Linked DNA regions of Danio rerio: region 1 is linked to region 2. Evidence: chromatin contacts called from public HiChIP or PLAC-seq data. All regions are on one chromosome and are shown on one strand. Each heading gives the region's core, a stretch centred on a gene start, on an enhancer-like site or on the middle of the called end of the contact. The rest is flanking DNA. Distances are from core to core; before and after follow the strand shown.

Region 1 (2,700 bases), core at 41-2,540, 78 kb after region 2:
ATTGAGCAAAGGCTGTGAATCCTTATGTACATGTGATTTTCCAGTTTTTTTTATTTCTAATAAATTTGCAACAAATTCAAAAAAATATTTTTCACATTGTTATTACGGGGTATTGTGTGTAGAATTTTGGGGAATTAAATTTAATCAAATTTGGAATGAGGCAGTAACATTAAAAAATGTGGAAAAAGTGAAGCGTTATGAATACGGACTGTATGTTTTTTTTTTTTTAACAAAAAAATAGAATTTAAAATGTAAATTCCCAAAAATGTAAATTTACCCACCCTCGAGGGGTTATAAACCATTATGAGATTCTGTTTTCTGTTGAACAATAAAAAAGATATTTTGAAGAAAGCTAAAAACCTGTAACCTTCCTTAGTAGGCAAAAATATACATTATGTAAGTCAATGGCTACAGGCTTTCAGCTTTCTTCAAACTATCCTCTTTTGTGTTTAATAGAAAAAAAAACTCAAACAAGTTTGGAACAAGCAAATGGAAAGTAAATGATGACAGAATTTTCAGTTTTTGGGTGAACCACCCCTTTAGGTTGCATTGAAGTTATTGCAGCTGGGTCAGCCATTATGTAGCAAAATAACATAATAAAAACTACAAAAAATATATTCCTATGCACATATTTTCTGCTCACCATTACAACAGCTATCCCATAGTCCTCTAGAGCATCAGCTGACATCTGGAGCTGCTCTATGAACAGTTCTATGGTTGGATTGACTGCAAGCAGATACAGATGTTATGTAATAGACTTTAAAAATTAACTTTAAAAGATTTTGACACCTCAAATCTACTGACTCAGCAAATACTGTTCTGTGCTGATGTGATTAATGACTCTTGCTTAGACCTGCAAATTATAATAACTGTTCTGTAATCATTTAACAGAGTCTCACCATGATTTCCAAAGTATATAAAGGATGTTTTCCCAGTTTGCATCCTCTCCATGAGGTTCTGGCCGGAGTCTTCCATCAGTTTTGAGAAACATTGTTCTGCTGTTAGGATGAACACAAACGTGACCAAATATACGGTGCACATGGTGCAACATTTACACTGTATGTACTTTACATCTATTTATATTAGTTCATAATTAGGATGTGCAAAAATAAGACGTTCATATCCCATCAAAACCGTTCGCTTGTTCTGTTACCGAACGCATCCCCACATCTTCCAAAACTTAAAATACAAACAAAAAATGCAGCCTTTTAGCAAATACATTAGGTTAATAATGATTTCAGATCAGTGTTGTAAATGTAACGAGTTCTACTACATCCTCAAACACTAAAACAACATGCGCAAACGTCGTCCAATCAAATATGAGAGGAGGGATTAACCGTGTCCTGAATACCAACCAGAAAGCTCAAAGTGAAAAGTTAGAACCAATAAGAATAAAGTAGGCGGAAGGATCTTGGCTCATCGGTAGCAGCCTTTTGAAACGGCGGTCATTTTGGCTCACAATATCTGTTTTTATTGGGATTCGCCACAATTTTAACTGAGAGCCAACATGACTACTAAAGCGCGTCAGTTTCCACGTTCTTCTTATTAGCCCAACATTTGATTTTCTTTTTACACAGTTGTTTTTCTTTACTCTGTGGGACCTGCCTTGCATATTTTTGTGATTTTTTCCTTTTATTTATTAGTCTTTATGCCTTGCATAAATATCCTTCAATAATTTATTACATGTATCAATATTATACCCGCGTCACTTTATTAAAAAATATATTATTTTTCACACCGCTATTTAATTGACAAACCAAACTACTGTATAGCTTACATGAAAAACAAACAAGCGCAAACGTCTAAGCAAATAAGCGGTATTGAAAACAACAATGCTGATTGTTTGAAAATTAAAAACGCACAGAGGCAGGACACCTAAAAAGACAAATGATTGGTTTGTCAAAAAAGTAGGAGGGGAGTAGCTCGGTCGTCAGCGAACGTACTTGAAAAGCCTATCATTTTGGCTCGAATGCGACAGAATTTTTCCATTCAGCGCTATTCAGCTGAGAGCCAACATGGCGAAACAGGCGCGTCAAATTCTAGCTCGCTCCTATTGGTCAGTAGGAGGGGCCAAATCTGCAACGCTAGCCAGCTGATCGCTTTTTTTTCCAAGCTCCAGAGTTGGTTTTTCTTAGGTCGGAGGGAGCTGCCTTGCAGAGATTGGGGGCTCTGCTGTTTTTTAATTACTTGTTTTCCCAATTTTTGGTTACAAACATCTGAGAATTGTTTTAAAGTCTGTTCAATACGATAATAACTTAGGGTAGGCTGTAGTTTTATTATTTTCCGCTCATGTGTCATTTGTAATTAAGTTTGACGTTTTTCAGTGTTTGTATCATTTCAAAACATCTCCATGAAAAGTTTTGGACAACTCGTTTTGGATAAGTCGGCGTGATAGCGAGCCATCGTGTCGATATGTTGTTTTTACTAGAAAACCAGGTCAGTGTCAGTGTTTGGACGGACTCATCCTCATCATCCTCCGCCGAACTGATCCAGGCTGCGGTTCCCCCGTCCGTGCAGCTCGGTCTCACTGTTCTCTACACGGTTTTGTATTCGCTCCTCTTCGTGTTTGTTTACCTGCAGCTCTGGTTGATTCTGCACTACGGACACAAACGCTTCAGCTACCAGAGTGTTTTTCTCTTTCTGTGTTTGCTCTGGTCTGCTCTGAGGACGACGCTCTTCTCTTTTTACTTTAAAAATGTT
Region 2 (2,700 bases), core at 187-2,686:
CAGTCATATTGGGGTGATATTAAGACAATAAGTCTCTTTCTTTTTAATTTCTTTACGTTAAAATAGGATCCAAATCCCTCCCATTTTGAGGTCCAACGCAACATGATGTAGGAGTGCAGTTTCCCTGCCCCGAATTGATTGACAGACGCGTATTAACATGTCTCCGTTGTAACTTGTATAATCATATCAACAAGACAGGATGGGGATAACCAGGAATAAAAGATCTGTTAAAAGATCTGATGTTAACAAGAGTTTTACAAGTTTAACACGTTTTTAAAAAAGTGCATGTTTGTAATCATTTACAGCTATTTTACCGTCCTTACTTTTTAAACACAGCCGAATGTCAGTACAATTATAAAAGACGATGCTTCAATCGCGGTTTCAGGACGTTAAATCTTATTAATTTTGTACTTTGACATAACGAATATCCATACAGCAGTGTATATTAATGTGTATCCTGTCACATTTGCCGTGCAAAAACAGTGCAAATTTAAATGTGTGTATCTGTGTGTGTCCGTAAGCTTTGTAACGAAAATTTGTCACTTATCATGGCAGAAAGGCTTGAATTAACTTCACAACAAATACATCAAATAATCATTGCAAAAGTTCTTACTTTAGTATTTCTCACAAACGTTACGTGAGATCTGCTTCCTTCATATCTGTCACTGTGCTGTTTATCTGACGCAGCCGAGGCGGAGATTGAGGCACACTCTGACAGGCACGTGGGAACAGTGGGCCCCTAGTTTTAAACTACTATTAAAGGCACAGGCCACAAAAACAGCTACATTGTCATCAAAGCAGAAAATCCAATATTCTGAAAGGTATAATAAATAATCTGATGGGTGTTTTGAGCTGAAACTTTACAGACACATTCTAGAGACACAAAACACTTATCTTAAATCCTCAATCTTGGAAAAGGGGTGTAATAGGTGCCCTTTAATGTTTTTAAAATGTATTAGTCTTTCTTTTTGTTTTCAAATTATGTCTGTTATTTTTATATTACTTTTATTTCCATTTTTTTTTGTGGTATATTTCCTCATGCTGCATGATTTCCATTTTAAATGCTAATCTTAATCTGTGGCAAAAAAAAAGCAAAAATATTTTCCCTAAAAAAAATTTAGCCACCTAAATCACAAGTAACCCTTAAGAGGCCATTTAATCTGATTACCATAGTATGCAACTATAACAGCCACAGTAGTAGTAGAACTCACACCGTAGGGCTCTTTGGGACCCCAAACAGTCAGAAAGCAAATTCTCTACGCTTTTAAGGAAGCTCAAATTTCTCAACTCTGTGTCTGGATCAGCATATGTGTGTGTGTGACTGTGTGTGTGGGAGTGTGTTGAAGGTGGGGTCAAGACAATGACGTTGTTTCACCAACCAACAGCTCATTCAGCAGAGGAACTCATGGCTCATAGTGCATTCTCCACCGCCTCTCTGCATGGAGAGCATGGGGCAGACAAAGAGGCAAGTCTGCGGGACTCTAGAGGCTTTCAAAAGCACACCACATGCAGCTTGAAAATGAACCACCTTTGAGAGTTTCAAAAATTTGCATCAGGAAGAAAATGATCTGAATAAAGTTTTGCATGCTCTCAAACATGCCAACATCTTAAAGAGAAACATCCAAGTAGGTGTTTTGATAAAATCCAACTGCAGGAATGGGCACTGAAAATGGGACCTGTATTGACAGTGTGAATGTGGAGCAGAATGGGGGTCCAGCCATCAGTGCTTTGATGTTCGCAGCTGGAGCGATCGGGAACGTGCTTGCGCTGGTTCTCCTGGAGTTTCGGAGGAGGAAAGAAAAGAACCGGCAGCGGCAGTCTCTTTTCCATTTGTTGGTGACCACTTTGGTTATTACGGATCTAACGGGAACCTGTCTGACCAGTCCTGTGGTTCAAACGGCGTATTTGACCAACACCACATTGGTTGGGATGAGCAAGACTCATGCGGTGTGTGAGTATTTTGGATTTGCCATGACTTTCTTAAGTTTGGCCACACTTTCTATCCTCCTGGCGATGGCACTGGAAAGATGCATCTCCATCGGGTATCCGTATCACTACGGGAGGCACATCACCAAACGCTGCGGATACATCACCATCCCTTGTATTTATCTAGCCTGCTTTCTGTTCTGCCTGATGCCGTTTGCAGGGTTTGGGAAATATGTGCAATACTGTCCCGGGACCTGGTGTTTCATTGCCATGAATTCGGAGGAGATCGAAGACCGAGCGTATGCCAATGTTTACGCCACGGTGATGCTGTTTATTATGATCATTATAGTGGTGTGCAACTGTTTTGTGGTTTATCATCTGGTGCTGATGTACCGGAGGCGCAAGATGAACCGGGGTTCAGTGCAGACCAGGAGCAAAAGGAACAGGAGGTACTTCTCGTGGGCAGAGGAGGTGGAACATCTCATTCTTCTGGTCTTCATGACTGTCATCTTCGTCATTTGTTTCCTGCCGTTAATAGTAAGATTTATTGTATGTGATTGTAATGAAAGAAAATAACTACAGTTGAAGTCTGAATTATTAGCCCTCCTGAATTATTTGTCCCCTGTATATTTTTCCCCCAATTTCTGTTTAACAGAGAGCAGATTTTTTCAACACATTTCTAAACGTAATAGTTTTAATAATTAATTTCAAATAACCGATTTCTTTTATCTTTGCCATGATGACAGTAAATAATATTTTACAAATTATTTTTCA

The links. HiChIP or PLAC-seq counts read pairs in DNA pulled down with a chosen protein or histone mark.
Region 1: a contact with region 2 is called in an H3K4me3 HiChIP or PLAC-seq map of embryo, with 2.2 times the contacts expected there. The contact joins the promoter of txndc16 here to the promoter of ptger2a in region 2. A contact is called at or near these places in 2 of 4 datasets of contacts at active chromatin or transcription factors (caudal fin and embryo).

What each region holds. Positions count from the first base shown.
Region 1 is chr17:16,216,901-16,219,600 of GRCz12tu, forward strand. txndc16 (thioredoxin domain containing 16) reads right to left here and starts at 1,291. Exons shown (of 19, transcript XM_679925.8): 1 at 900-1,291; 2 at 644-726. The coding sequence starts at 1,041. It overlaps gpr137c (G protein-coupled receptor 137c), which reads left to right and starts at 2,131. Exons shown (of 7, transcript NM_001007433.1): 1 at 2,131-2,700. The coding sequence starts at 2,413.
Region 2 is chr17:16,138,849-16,141,548 of GRCz12tu, forward strand. It overlaps ptger2a (prostaglandin E receptor 2a (subtype EP2)), which reads left to right and starts at 1,437. Exons shown (of 1, transcript NM_200635.1): 1 at 1,437-2,700. The coding sequence starts at 1,657. The coding sequence ends at 2,502.